Linked DNA regions of Ovis aries: region 2 is linked to region 1. A link is a contact called in public Hi-C data. All regions are on one chromosome and are shown on one strand. The core of a region is the stretch at or near the end of the contact, and the rest is flanking DNA. Distances in the headings are between cores, read along the strand shown. Region 1 overlaps PFKFB4 (6-phosphofructo-2-kinase/fructose-2,6-biphosphatase 4). Region 2 holds the start of TREX1 (three prime repair exonuclease 1).

What was found. A called contact is a pair of places that touch in the nucleus more often than the background predicts.
Region 2: a contact with region 1 is called in a Hi-C map of muscle, with 4 times the contacts expected there. The contact joins the promoter of TREX1 here to the enhancer-like site in region 1. A contact is called at or near these places in 11 of 16 Hi-C or Micro-C datasets (blood, hypothalamus, liver and 6 more).

Annotation. Positions count from the first base shown.
Region 1 is chr19:51,365,726-51,373,136 of ARS-UI_Ramb_v3.0, reverse strand. It overlaps PFKFB4 (6-phosphofructo-2-kinase/fructose-2,6-biphosphatase 4), which reads right to left. Exons shown (of 14, transcript XM_060402557.1): 2 at 7,385-7,411; 3 at 7,134-7,230; 4 at 1,331-1,397. Among named protein-coding and RNA genes, the nearest start is that of PFKFB4, 13 kb to the right of the region's middle. Within about 2 kb of position 1,441, at least 7 of the 54 cell types and tissues checked have an H3K27ac peak or open chromatin away from gene starts, as enhancers often do. A contact at or near this core is called in muscle and tail adipose tissue, where this site is marked.
Region 2 is chr19:51,426,958-51,434,472 of ARS-UI_Ramb_v3.0, reverse strand. TREX1 (three prime repair exonuclease 1) reads left to right here and starts at 6,207. Exons shown (of 2, transcript XM_004023398.5): 1 at 6,207-6,295; 2 at 6,587-7,515. The coding sequence starts at 6,608. It overlaps ATRIP (ATR interacting protein), which reads left to right. Exons shown (of 14, transcript XM_027957678.2): 9 at 3,374-3,510; 10 at 3,679-3,770; 11 at 4,541-4,621; 12 at 4,845-5,097; 13 at 5,506-6,295; 14 at 6,947-7,515. The coding sequence ends at 5,573.

The sequences.
Region 1 (7,411 bases), core at 192-2,691:
AGAGACGCAAAATGCCATATAGTAAGCACAAAACAAGAGTAGGCTTTGAAAAAACTGGAACACTCAGAAAATAAGGCATTTTAAGTTTGGACATTGTACCAAACTTCAGCCAAACACTTCTCAGATGTTACGGAAGTCTCCCTGAAAGTGGAGCAAGAGACAAAGTGGGAGTAAGGCGGAAAAAAGACAAAGTTAGGGCTTAGGTCTAACACACAGCCACCAGGAGTTCCAGAAAATGCATCTCAGAAAGTGGGAGAGGAGGGAGGTCTTGATGGTGAGACAGTGGTGGGGGTGGCTTAACAAGGTGAAATACATGACAATTTCTCTGACCTGCTGGAGAAGTTTCCTGATGAAAGCCCCCAGCCCAAGGACCCAGCATTGTGGAGACCGCCGTTAGGCACATCACTCTGAAGACCCTAAACGCTTCTCCAGAGAAAGGGCCTGAGAGGCCCCCAGCTACTCTAGGAGAAAAAATCTTTTTTTTTTTTTTTCATCTTAACTTTTTTTGGGGCTGTACTGCACTGCTTAGTTCCCCAACCACGGATTGAACCAGAGTCTTAACCAGAGAGTGAAGAGTCTTAACCACTGGATCACCAGAGAATTCCCTAGGAAATACAACTTTTAAGGAGGATCAACAAATCAGAATGACAGCAGTCTTTGCCACAAAACAAGTCAGTAAACCAAGTAAAAGGAAGACATGGGGTCTAAGAGCCAGGCATTCAACTCGGGAGGGAAGAGAAGGAAATTCCCAGGGTGATAGCTATGCCGCAGACCTAGGGGGCAGCTGATCTAGATGGAGCTGGGGACAGAGCTCCAGGCTGCGTGCCTTCAAGAGGAAGAAGGAAGGAAAAATGGCGATGACGTTTGACAGCAGAGGGTTGGGGTGGGGCCCTTTCCTGAAGACACACTTGCTCAGCTTTGTGCATCTCACTGGAGGGGCCAACACATAGATGGAATTCCCTTACCCAGCATTCAGTTGATTTTGGAATGGCCACCAAATGCTGGGCAGGATGCCCTCCACACCGGGAGAAATCGCAACTTGAGTAACCTGACAGGCCTAACTTGTGGAGTAGCCAACCCTGTGAGTATTCAGAGGGAAGTCCTGCAGGGTCAAACACAACCACAAGCCCAGAGGGAAATTCTTGGCCCCCATCCAGCCTCTGGCTTCCTACTGCAGAGCAGCTTCAGGCTTCCTCCCGAGGGCTGGCACCCAGGATGTCTAGGGCTGCACGTCCCCTGCCTTCCCCTCCAGATGCCTGGTAAGTAAAGGGGTAGAAGTAGGTGGGCTCCCACATGTCACTCCCAGATGCTGCCAGCGTGTTATACTTACCGCCACGTGTCCCCCCTCCTCACTAAGGAACCGCCGAACGTCTCGGAGAGCTGTCAGCGCACACTGCCTTCAGAAAAGAACACATCGTTCAGCCAAGAACCTGCTGGCTGCTGCAGGGCAGTAGGTCAGGGAAACATGCTATGCCAACCAGGAGAGGGGCAGCCCCTGGGCCCCTTCTCTCTTCTCAAGGTTCCTCTTTCCTCGGGAAGATGGCCAGTATTTGGTAACTCTGCTCCTGTAGGTGGAAGGCTATGTGCTCCTGGCCATCAGGAATACTTTTTTTACAGACCAGGGATTAAACCTGGGTCCCGTGCATTGGAAGGTGGATTCTTAGCCACTGGACCACCAGGGAAGTCCAGGAACACTTTTTGAAATATCATGTTTCTGTACTTTCTTCGTTCATCTCATCAGATACAAATCCAGGCTACCATTTTGCCATCTTCAGGACTCCTAAGTGTCCTACATTTCTCCTGATTATCAACATAAGCACTTTGAAAACCAGATACTTCCTTGTGTGTGTGTTGGGCGGGGAAGCTGGCAGTGGGAGAACAGAGACAGTATCGCTGGCCTCCAGCTTAAAAGGCAGGATTAAGCTTCAGGTTCAATTTTCCTTCCTAGGAGGGAATGTGGCCCAAGGAGGCCGCCTGCCGTATCACCAAACAAAGGATGTTGCAGGGATTAAGGCTCAGCCGCTGCAGCCGCCCCAAAAAGTGCACCTTGAGGGGGACTCAGGAAGGAAAAGAACAGAACACTGGACCCAGATAGCTGACATGCATATCAAAAGGATGACTTCAATGAGCCCAGGCTCGTGGCTCTTTCCATTCAAAGAAAAGCTCTAGGTTCCTTAACTTGAGAGGTCTGTGTCCTTTAATTAACAGACTTTCTTGATACTCCTATGTGTCCTGGAACCTTCCTTACTTCTGCGAGCAGTCCCTCAGAGCTATCTGAGAGGCTGTCTTGCACACTCAAGTCCTCAGTTTGTTTGGCTATGCTGTGCAGCCTGTGAGATTTACTTCCCCGACCAGGGACTGAACCTGGGCCCTGGTAGTGAGCGCGCAGAGTCCTAACCACTGGACTGCCAGGGAATTCCCAGGTCCTCAGCGTTGCTCACCGAATAAAACATAACTCTCAAATTTTAAGGTGTGCATTTCTTTCAGTGGACCGAGAACTCCCCAAATGACCCCTTCTGGAGGAGGGCGCTGTGTCTCTGCCTCCTGGACCCCCCACGTCCACAGAGGCTCCGGAAGGTAAAACCCTCACCACGGCTGACCGCTGACTACACTGTGTGTCCTCAGAACACCGCAGCCTTTTTGTTCATTGCTGCAAAGTGGATTGCCACATACAAGGATCTTTCTAACTATCCATTTCTCCTACAAGGTCCAAAGATAGATAAATCACTTTGACCTTTTATCTATGCAGTGGAGCAGAATGTGCCACCCCAAAATAAATCTCTTTGGCAGAAGGATTATTTCAGGCTGATTATTTTTAAGAAACTGCAGACGCAGGAGAAGCTCAGAAAACACGAGTCAGTTATCCTTTTTTTACACGTCTATGAGTCCCTTTGGGGTTCATCTGAAACTATCACAACACTGTATGTTAATTGTCTATATCCCAATACAAAATAAAAAGTTAAAAAGAACAGCTTACTCTTTTTTTCTTTTTCTTTTTAGGGCTTTCATAGTGGCTCAGACGATAAAGAATCTGCCTAAAACACAGGCGACCTAGGTTCAATCCCTGGGTCAGGAAGATCCCTTTTTTAAGAGACATTTACAAATATAAAGGAAACCTCCATCTGTAAGGGTGTCTCCCTTGCCAAACCAGGAGGCGGGAGATGACCTTCTCTCTCTGGAAACTCGTTATCAAAGCTAAAGGCATAGCTTGATTGACTTGTTTAGGCAGCGCCTTGTAGCTTGTAGAACCTTAGTTCCCTGATGGATCAGGGATCGATTTGGCCCCGACGATGGTCCCACAGTGATCCTGTGGTCAGAAGCTTAACCACTGGACCACCAGGGAATTCCCTGAAGGCATAGATTTAAATCTGAGTAACTACCTTACCTTGTTCAGTGAGCTGTTCTGGTAACCTCCCCTGACTCCTCACCCTCAATGTCTTCCCTTCTCTTTAGCCAAAGATGGTTTTTAAGGTGAAGGCTTCCCTGAAGGCATAGATTTAAATCTGCATAAAAACTTTACCCTAATTCACTGGGGCTTTTCTGATAATGTCCTCTGACTCCTTACCCCCCAGCATCTTCTTTTCTCTTTAGCTGAAGATGGTATTTAAGGTGAGGGCTTCTTAGGCCTCTTCCATGTATGCAGGAGATATAGGTGCTATTAAACTTTTTTCTGTCTTGTTAATCTGTGTCATTGTCAATTTAATTACTAGACCAGCCAAAGAACCTAGAAGGCAAGAAGGAAACATTTTTCCTCCCAAACACTGTTACCTATACTTTTTCTGATGTAAGTGTAAAATCAGATCTCCTGTTCGATCTTGGAATTTTGTGTGTAAACTCCGACTGCACCAATACACTGACTGTGCTGAGTGCCCAAGCGTGGCGGCAGAGGCTGAGAGAATGTTGGGGTCACGAGGAAACTGGGGGCAGAACTGAGTCCAGGTCGCTGGAAGGAGCTCTGTTCTCATGCTGCCTTGTGGCCTTTCTGTGTCCTCATATATCCTTCACCCACTAAATTCTGGGACCAGACCCTCCTGCCCACCTGCCTACCAAGCCTCAAATGTATCCTAGTCTAACAAATCATTTCTCTCACTCTGCCCTTCACAGAATTCTTTCTGTGCTGAGACATAAAGAACCGGAGCTCCTTGAAGCCCCTGAGACACATTTCTGCAGTCTCAGCATGGCTAGGGCCATTTCTTGCCACCCACATGCAGAGCCCCCTGTCCGGGCTATGATCTCTGGAGGCTCCTCTTGAGGCTACATCTAGTAGGAGGATCAAGGGGCCCAGGTGAAGATGCAGGGGGGAACAGCCTGGGAGCCCCTGTGGGTGTGAGTGTGGATGGGCACACATGTGCATGGGTGGGTATGTGACGGGTGAGGCATTAGTGAGCACCTGTGAGCATTCCTGAGGGATGCAGTGTGCACGTGCAGAGGGGGTCTCTGTGGTATGATAAATATATCTGGTCTCTGTCCGGGGTTCTTGGCAGAGCTCCTAAAACCCTTGGAACTCCCTAAGTGACAGGAGTGATTTTTGTCATTCACAAGCAGCCTCTTCCAATCACACCTGAGTTGATGCTAATGAAATGATTCAGGGTGGGGCCCCTAGACAGCCTCAGCACGGAGCTGGTCACAGAAAGTGATGAGGAACCTTTAGTCCTAACCACCACCCTCCAGGAAAGGAGGTGGGTGCCGGAGATGAACTGAATGAGGAGAGTCAAAGCACTTCCAGGTTGAAAAGATGAGGTGCTGATAGGGTGTGACGGTGCTGGGCCCCGAGACTAGTTACTGGTGTGTGAAGTGGGGTCAGTTTTGAGGGACTGAGCCCCTAACTTGTGGGAACTGACTGATGCTAATGCTGTTTAGAGAGGGTCAGAATTGAACGGAACTGGTGGACACGTCAGTGTCAGAGAGAACATCCTGGTGTCCCTAAGCCCATGTGTAGTATGTGACTGAAAAGGTAGAATTAAAAAAAAATAGAAAAGGTATAGTTATGATTAAATGTATTCACACGCACATGGGGTATGCCTGTGCACACACCAGTGTGCACGATTATAGGTTTTTATATGTCCAAACATGCACACAGAGGATATGCACGTGCGTGAACACTTATGTACGTTGTACACAAGGTGTGTGCACACACCTTCCTGCATATGTGACTCTGTGCATGTATATGAGTGTGCTTGGCATGTATTTAAGCACATACCGACATGTAGATAAAGAGAAAGCACCTGTACACACACACATGGCTGCGCGTGCCCTCTTCTAGACCTTCCACTGTGCCCAGCGTCAGGCTCGGACCTCCACGCTGTATACTTCCAGGAACCTCAACAATGTGTACAAACCTGTGTCTCTGGGAAATGTAGGCTTCTCTTCCTAGGTTTGCCATTTTTAAAAAGTCTGGTCCTTCTATTTTGCCAAATATCCGTGGGACATCTGGGGCTGGTTAATGGGAAATGGGGCCCTGGTGCAGGGGCCAGACCCAGGCTTTGGAAACACAAGGGAGAGTTCCTAGGAAGAGCCAGAGGGTGTGCCTACAGAGACGCACACGCAAACCTGCCCCCAGCTTCTACTGCTAGGACCTCTGTTCCCACTGGGCGATCTCGGACTAATTCCCTAACCTCTTCTGAGTCTGGGTTTCGCCATGAGAATTAATCCCAATTCCTACTTTCAATAGGCAGTCTGAGCAGAATGCCCAACAAGCTCTGGGAATGCACTAGCTTCCTTATTCTCCCCCATAAACACTTTGGATTCAGACAGGCCTGGCTTTAAATCAAACCCTGAGTGATCCCAGACAATACCACTGCTTCTGACCTCAGCTTCAGGATCTAGGGGAGGGAGGCACCACAACCCACTATAGGGAAGATCAAAGCAGCTAATGAGTGCCCACAGCTTGAGATGGGTATAGAATTTGCACTTGATGCAACCTTTGATCTACGAATTGGGTAATGTGAATTGGGAATGATGGACAGGACAGTTGATAGTGAAACAGGGGCTCAGACCTAATTCTGGGCTCTGTGAAGTTACTTGGTATTTTGTATGAGACCCCCTGAGCCTCGATTTCCTCATCTGTAAAATGGGTGGTGGGAGGGGGGGGCGGCGGGCAATGGGCATCACACACCCAGCACACCATAGGTTCAAGTATCAGTCCCCTCCTTTTTGTCATTATCACCAGAGGCCCCACCCTCGAGTCTTACTCCCAATTTGGCCCCAGAGGCCTGAGTGTCAGGCTCCCCTTCCCTTCTTGGTGCAGCAACTGCCAGGTCCATTGACCCAAGAGCAGAGAACCTGATTGGCCAAGCCCCATGAAGGGTAACTCCTGCCCCCTGGTGGCCAGAGAGGGAGCAGGCAAACCGCAGCAACAGGGGGTGGCTTCTGGCCTAGCATTCCAGTGACCCACTAGAGCTGGGCCCTCTGCTCAAAGCCCTCCCACAGTAGCTGGGCCCAGAGAAAGAGCAGGACGCTTCCTGACCCCTCAGCTGACACCTGCCGAGAAGGGCACAGCACAGCAACTCAGACCACAGCTGGTGCTCAGTTAATCTGCAGAAAGCACTCAGTCCATGGCTGAATGGAGGAGGGGAGTGGGTATCATACACAACGTTGCATCCTGTCACCCAGCAACATCGAGACAACTGCAAGGGAAAGCTGAGGCCTCCTGTCACACACCAAGGAACATGTAGGAAACATCCTCCCTGTATCAGCAGGGGCTTACCCTGGGGCTAGGGAGGAAAGGTCCTGGGTCTGAACTTTCTATCTGTAAAAGAAGGTGTCAGGAAGTGATGCCAGGCCCACTCTGCCCCACCTTTGAGGCTGGAATCTCTGCTTCACTTTGAGCTCCCCTCCCTGCCAGAGCCCACCCTGAGTATAGCCTCTATGCAGACTTGCCCTGGCTAAGACCCTACTACCTCCCTGAAGCTCCCTCCCAGAGATGGCAGGGCAGGCACCAGGGGTCACATATCCTTTCCTTCTGTTCCCAAGCCCATCATATCTCCACCCCCACCACAGCCTGAGATGCCAAGAAACAAGCTCCGTCACAGCCCACGGGGAAGGGCAAGGCCCGGGCTCAGGGAACAGCCTGGTCATCATTAGCAACTGGGCTCCAGGGCCTTCTCCATAAACACGCATAGACACACACTCACTTCCTGATTTTCAGGCCCTCTTCGTTGTCTGGAAGGAAAAACTCAAAAGATTTGTAGGTCTTGACCATGTCCCGGCGATACTGGCCCACGTTGAACTCTGGGGGAAAGGAGAGGCTCCGTTGTCACACAACAGCATCCCTTCTGAACACCCAACCTTGACCCACCCCTTTGGCCCCGCTGCAGTCCAGCCTTCTTGCTCCTCCCCGACAGAGACCCCAAGCCCCGCTTGGGAAGCCGAGGCCAAGTCTCACCCCGAGTGGGCACGCCAATCCAGTTCA
Region 2 (7,515 bases), core at 4,958-7,457, 57 kb before region 1:
AGCGTCAGGGTGCATGTATCTTTCCAAATTAGTGTTTTGTTTTTTTCCTTCCCGGATATAACCCAGAAGTAGAATTGATGGATCATATGGTACTCCCATATTAGTTTTTTGAGACAGTCCCATACTCTTTTCCACAGTGGCTACACTAATTTACATTCCCACTAATAGCATTGGAGGATTCCCTTTTCTTCACATCCTTGCCAACATTTGTTATTGGTGTTCTTGATGGTGGTAGCCATTCAACCAGTTTGAGGTGATATCGCATTGTGGTTTTGATTTGCATTTCCCTGGTGATGAGTGATAACTGAGCATCTTTTCATGTGTCTGTTGGCCATCTGGCTGTCCTCTTTGGAAAAATGTCTATTCAGTTCTGCTCATTTTTGATTGGGTGGTTTGTTTGACGTTGAGTTGTATGAGCTGTTTATATAAGCTGAATATATGACCCCCTTATCAGTCATATCACTTGCAGTTATCTTCTCCCACAATAATGGGTTGTTCTCTTTTCATTCTCTCCACCATTTGCTTTGTTGTGCAAAAGCTTTCTAAATTTAATTAGGCAGGTCCTATTAGCTTTTTTTTTTTTTTTTTTTTGCTTTTGTTTGCTTTAAGAGATGGGTCTAAAAATCAGTTGCCGCGATTTATGTCAAAGAGTGTTCTGCCTGTTTAAATCTTTTTCTTCTAGTTCTGTGAAAAATGCCATTGGTAATTTGATAATAACTTCACTGAATCTGTAGATTGCCTTGGCTAGTATAGTCACTAGGACAGCATCAATTCTTCCAAGAACAGGGTCTGTCATTTCATCTGTGCCATATTTAGTTTCTTTCATTAGCATCTTACAGTTCTTGGAGTATGGGCCTTTCTGCCTGCTTAGGTAGGCTTACTCTTAGGTGATTTATTCTTCTTGACGCAATGGAAAGTGGGATTGTTTCCTTAATTTCTCTGATAGCTCATTGTTAGTGTACAGAAATCCAACAGGCTTCTGTGTATTAATTTTGTATCCTGCAACTTTACCAAATTCATTGATGTGTTCTAGTCATTTTCTGGTGGCATCTTAGATTTTCTATGTACAGTATGTCATCTGCAAACAGTGAAATTTTTTTCTTCCTTTCCAGTTTGGATTCCTTTTTCTTTCTTTTTCTTCTCTGATCGCTGTAGTTAGGACTTCCAAAGCTATGCTGAATAAAAATGGTGAGAGTGGACATCCTTGTCTTGTTCCTGATCTTAGGGAAAATGCTTTCTGCTTTTCACCAATACGTATGATGTCAGCTGTGGGTTTTTCACATGTTGCCTTTATTATTAATATGTTGACCTAAGTTTCCTCTATGCCTGCTTTCTCAAGTTTTTATCAAAACTGGATGCTGAACTTTAGCAAAAGTTCTGCATCTGTTGAGATGATCATATGGCTTTTAGTCACTTTGTTAATGCAGCTTGTCACGTTGATCTGCGGATAAGTGAAAAATCCTTGCATCTTGGTTTGTTATTTTTTTAATGAATGAACTCCAGGAGCCACATTTTTACCAGTTATCTTGGTAGATAGATCACCATTTTATTCCTGTTGACCTTATCTGTAATGTGACACAGCAGCCGTTTCATGGGTGCTTACTGGAGGCCAGACAAGTGCCTTCTGTTCACAAGCCCAGGCGGCACCCTCAGAGCCCTGCGTCCTCCCGCCCAGCACAGAGCCTGGCTCTCTCTGAGCACTCAGTGTTTGCTGAGTGAATAAACTCTGTGTTGAGTTAGGGAATCTTGTCTGAAACGCCAGAGGGAGTGTATTAGATGGTTTCAAGCCAGTTAGGCTCCTGAGTGACTGTCTGATGCCACTTCCCACACAGTACTTCCCTTCCAAATTCCTTCATGCTTACAAGCTGAACCCCATTACCACACAGCTTCCTGTTCACCTTGGAGTAAAAGCAAAAGCCAGGGACAGGTGCTGGGCTGTGCTTAGTCGCTCAGTCCGACTCTTTGCGACCCCATGGACTGTAGCCTGCCAGGGTCCTCTGTTCATGGGGATTCTTCAGGCAAGAATACTGGAGTGGATTGCCGTGCCCACTCCCAACCCAGGGATCGAACCACACTGCAGGCAGATTCTTTACTATCTGAGCCACCAGGGAAGCCTAACACAGGTGCTACCGGGGCTCTAAAGCATTATGTGGTACAGCACTAAGTGCCCAGGCAGCCTGTGGTCTCTTAGGAAGGGTACCACTGCCCATCTAGGCTTGAGGACACGTGATCCCCTCAGAGTTTTGTCTTTCTACCCCATCTGGTGTAACAGTTAGGTGGTCCAGGGTTGCTCCCTGGGTACTGGCATGGCAGGGGCTTTTTTTTTTCTTCTTTTTCTGACAGGTGCTTTTGAACAAAAAGGACTTATCCCCACCTCATGCAGACTAGCACAACTGTTATTTATTGTGCATTTGGGGGCTCTGGAGAAAAAGAAAAAAACATTTAAAAGAAGGCTCTAATGCTATCAGAACATAATTTGGAAATAACTGCGTTGTATATATAGACAGATTTATTTATTTATTTTAGTTTCAGTGGGCCACTTCTAGCCTAATAGGTTACTTGTTAGTGGATACTTGGAAATTCCAGTTTCCCACCAAGTTCCATACTCCCTGGTGACTAGAAACGTTCAGCTTGTCTATCGTACAGGATTTGCTCTCAAATGAGTTTGCCCCAAATAGACCTTGTTCCCTAATGGTACACAGGGAACATTCTTAACCTCATTATATGAAAGGGGACACACCCATAGAACTCCCCTGCCATCTAGGAGGTTGTGTGGGTTGAGCAAACAGCAGTGCTTATCTTGGGACTTGGCTCCCTGGTAATGAATGGGCCAGCTCTTTGCCACTGAGACGGGGGGGGAAGAATGCCCGAGCCCCTCACCATGTACACCTCAAGTGGGTACCTTCACGTACTTGGCTGCAGAGGCGCTAGTGTATCCTGACAAGCGGAGAAAATGAAGTCTTCCTTGCCTGGCAAGTGATTTCATGAGATCCGACCAGAGTCTGGCCAGTCCTTTGGTGGTGGGTTCAGGACTTTCCTCTCACACTCAGCTCAAGACCTGGCTCTGTATTTGATAGCAGAGGCAGGAAGGAGCTGGGAGCAGTGTGGAGGCCAGCTCCCCAGGTCCACGGAGGCATCCCATATTTTCGAGGTGGCACTGGGCCAGGGAAGGTCCTGTCCTCTTTCAGCCACGGCAGCCCCGCAGTGAAGAGTAACTCACTTGTTTGCAGGCTAGCATTTGACCCCAGGTCTGTCTGAATCCAAGCTCCTCTTCCCTGGCCTCTTCAATTTCCTGTTACCAACAGTAAAAAAGGAGGGTGAGTTATGGAGTTGCATTGGAGGCATCACGTCTTTTTGGGCCCCTGTGTTTTAGGTTCCAGTGCGTGTTCAGGGTGCTGCCGCAATGCCTGTGCCCAGAGACACCTCTGCCCAGCGTGCTGCTGACGATTGAGCTCCTGTCCCTCCTGGTGGACCATGAGAAGCTCGCAGCTCAGCTCTGCTCCCACTCGGGTAAAGAAGGCCAGGGGATGGGGGCACATGCCCGGACAGCTCCGGCTGGTTGGAGGGGAGGGAGGTGGCAGGGATGGGCCAGGCACCTCCTGAGGCCTCTCGCAGCTTGTACCTCAGGCGGTGGGTGGGAGGGCAGAGCCTGAGTGCCAGCTGGGGCCTCCCTTCCAGAAGGCTGCCTCCTGCTGCTGCTGTACATGTACATCACATCGAGACCTGACTCAGCCGCCTCCGAGACACAGTGGCTGCAGCTGGAGCAAGAGGTGAAAGCACCAGAGCCCCTTTGTGGATGGCTTGCCACCCCACCCCACGCCACCCCACTGGAGGGGCACTTTTCCTCCTTAGGGGACCAAAGAGGCTTTCATTCACATCGGTGATGTGTTTAGAAACTAACAAGGAAGACTCGTTTTGGGGGGCCCCCTACTATACAGATATAATACACGTGGATCCAGGGTATCCTGGGACTTGGCAGGGTACCTAGAGGTGGGCCAGGAGGCAGGGGGTCATTGGTGAGACACAGGTCTTGATCCTGAGTGTCTCCTGGGAAGGCCCGGGATACCATTACCTCTTGGATCCCATCAGTGCAGACAGTTCAGTTCAGTTGCTCAGTCGTGTCCAACTCTTTGTGACCCCATGGACTGCAGCACGCCAGGCTTTCCTGTCCATCACCAATTCCGGGAGATTGCTCAAACTCATGTCCATTCAATCAGTGATGCCATCCAACCATCTCATCCTGTCGTCCCCTTCTCCTACCTCCAATCTTTCCCATCATCAGGGTCTTTGGAGTCAGCGCTTCGAATCAGGTGGCCAAAGTATTGAAGTTTCAGCTTTGGTATCAGTCCTTCCAGTGAATATTCAGGACTGATTTCCTTTAGGATGGACTGGTTTGATCTCCTTGCAGTCCAAGGGACTCTCCAGACAGGCAGTTGCTTAGGCAACGGGAGCTCTGCGAGAAGCCTGAGAAAGCCCTCACCGTGACCGGAACTGGGGTGGTGGTCTGGCGCGGATGTAACCGAGTCTGTTCTCATTCTAGGCTGTGTGGCTTCTGGCCAAGCTGGGTGTGCAGAGCCCCTCCTCCCCAGTCACTGGCTCCAGCTGCCAGTGCAACGTGGAGGTGAGTGCCGGGGGCGGAAGGGGGCTGGCAGCGGGCAGCCCTGCTGGTGGGTGACAGGGCTGTCTGAGAGCATCCTATGCTCCTTCACCAGGGCTGGACCCTGGTGCTGCCGCTCAGAACCCTCCTCACCCTGGGGGGAGGCTAGGACCGGGGCTGCCCCGCCGAGCGGGTGGTCTGGGTACAGAGGCCACATGCCCTGACCTCCGCCCACGCCCTCCCGCAGGTGGTCAGAGCACTCACGGTGGTGCTGCACAGACAGTGGCTGACGGTGCGGCGGGCAGGGGGCCCCCCGCAGACCGAGCGGCAGAGGCGGACGGTGCGGTGTCTGCGGGACACGGTGCTGCTGCTGCACGGCCTGTCCCAGAAGGACAAGCTCTTCACGGTGCACTGCGTGGAGGTCCTGCACCAGTACGACCAGGTCATGCCCGGGGTCAGCATGCTGATTCGAGGGCTTCCTGACGTGACCGACTGTGAAGGTGAGCCTGCAGTAGGCGCCCCCACCCCAGCACCCACGTGGGGTCGGCCCTGAAGTCCCCAGGCGAGTCAGACCCTCTGGCCTTAAGTCAGCGGCCCACCATCCACACAGCCTTTGCCAGCACCAGGCCACTCCTCCTTTTCCTGCTCTGGCTCCTCTCTCAGTGTATCAGCCTGCCTTTGGCTCGTATCTACTGAGTCAGCCAGGCAGAGCCACGGCTTTTCCAGAAACATCCCTGTCTGAATTGCCTTTCTGTCACTTTGCTTGCAGTAGCTGAGGGAGCGAGGCCTGGGCGTGGAAGGGACTGGTTAGTTCCTGTGGGCCTGGGGGGGCGGACGGAGTGGTGGGGCCACCCCCAGTCCCAGCACCTTTGGGCCTTCACCACAGAACCTTCTGGGTTTTGGCTCAGAGGCGGCCCTGGAGGATCTCTGTGCCGTGGAGACCGACGCGGACGAGCCCGAGATGGACTGTGGCTGAGGCCTGTGAGCACCGAGCCACACGGTGGCACCAGAGCCACTCCTGTCCTTCCCTCCTCCTCTGATTAAAAGCACTGACTGGCTGAGAGCACGCCAGCTTTCTGTTTCCTGAGTTTGCTCCGCATGGGCAGAGCGGGAGGGGCAGAGCAGAGCGGGAGGGGCAGAGCAGAGCGGGAGGGGCAGAGCAGAGCGGAGCCCCAGCCCCATGGGGATGAATCTGCCCTGGGGAAGGAGCCCTGCCCCTGTGGATTTGCCCTGAGTCATCCCTCTCTCCTGAGGCCACCGGAAGAAACCATTGTGCGCAGGGGTGGAGGCGGCCCTCAGCCCAGGCCTAAACCAGGGAGGCCTGGGAAAGTGAGGCGACGGACTGGGTGCAAAATGGCCATGGCAGGGCGGCTCCCGGCAGGCCGAGTCATGGAGCCAACCTCCCCCCATAGCCTGGTCCTCCCACCGTGAGCGTGTGAGGGCCCTGGTGCACCATGCTAGCCAGTGGGCCCACAGCCAGAGATCTGAGGCCTTTGGGGCAGCCCTGCGGGTGCCTGGGGAAGGACGGGTGCTATTAGGAGGGATGGCCCAGGCCAGCTGACAAGCGGGGCGGGCCGTGCTCACACCAGCCGTTGGGCGGGCTCAGGCCAAGTTTCACTTCCCGCCACTGCTGCTGCCGGCAGCAAGAACCAGCCAGAGAGTGTGTACCCTGAGTCATTGCTGCCTGCTGGCTCCTCGGTAAGTGAGAACCCCCAAGGGGATGAGGCAGGGTGGGAGGGCTGTGGGTACCCCAACACACACTAAGAGGGCCCCAGGGGAGGAGCTGAGCCTTCCCCTGGACAGCTGAGTGAGCAGGTCCCACTAAGGAAGCCACCCTACCTTCTCTGTCTTCCTGCCTGATAGTGGGTGCTGGAGCTCAGCAACAGGATCTAATGGGGCAGGGAAGGCCTGAGGTGCTCCCACTCCACCTGCCTTACCGCCCGTCAGCGAGCACTCACGTTCCCACCCCGACCCCTTGCTCCTCCCCAGGCTCAGCGGCAGACACCCACCATGGGCTCACGGGCCCTGCCCCCGGGGCCTGTGCAGACCCTCATCTTCCTGGATTTGGAGGCCACTGGCCTGCCCTTCTCCCAGCCCAAGATCACCGAGCTGTGCCTGCTGGCCATCCACAGATATGCCCTGGAGGGCCTTTCCACCCCTCAGGGGTCTCCACCAACGGCACCCCCGCCACCCCGGGTGCTAGACAAGCTCTCCCTGTGTGTGGCTCCAGGGAAGGCATGCAGCCCCGTGGCCAGCGAGATCACGGGCCTGAGCACTGCCGTGCTGGCTGCACATGGGCATCGGGTCTTTGACGCCGACCTGGTCAACCTGATCCGCGCCTTCCTACAGCGCCAGCCGCAGCCTTGGTGCCTTGTGGCCCACAATGGTGACCGCTACGACTTCCCCCTGCTCCGGGCCGAGCTGGCGCTGCTGGGCCTGGCCAGTGCTTTGGACGATGCCTTCTGTGTGGACAGCATCGCTGCTCTGAAGGCTCTGGAGCCGGCTGGCAGCTCCTCAGAGCATGGCCCAAGGAAGAGCTACAGCCTGGGCAGCATCTACACACGCCTATACGGGCAGGCCCCGCCAGACTCGCATACCGCCGAGGGGGACGTGCTCGCCCTGCTAAGCATCTGTCAGTGGAGGCCGCGGGCCCTGCTACGGTGGGTGGATGCTCATGCCAAGCCCTTCAGCACCGTCAAGCCAATGTACGTGGTCACAGCATCTACTGGAACCAACCCGAGGCCATCTGCTGTCACAGCCACTGTGCCCCTGGCCAGAGCCAATGACACCGGCCCCAAGCTTCGCGGAGACAGGAGCCCCAAGCCAGCCCCTCCCCCAGTGAAGTGCCCTGGAGCCCCACCCGGGGAGGGGCTGCTGGCCCCCCTGGGCCTTCTGGCCTTCCTGACTTTGGCGGTAGC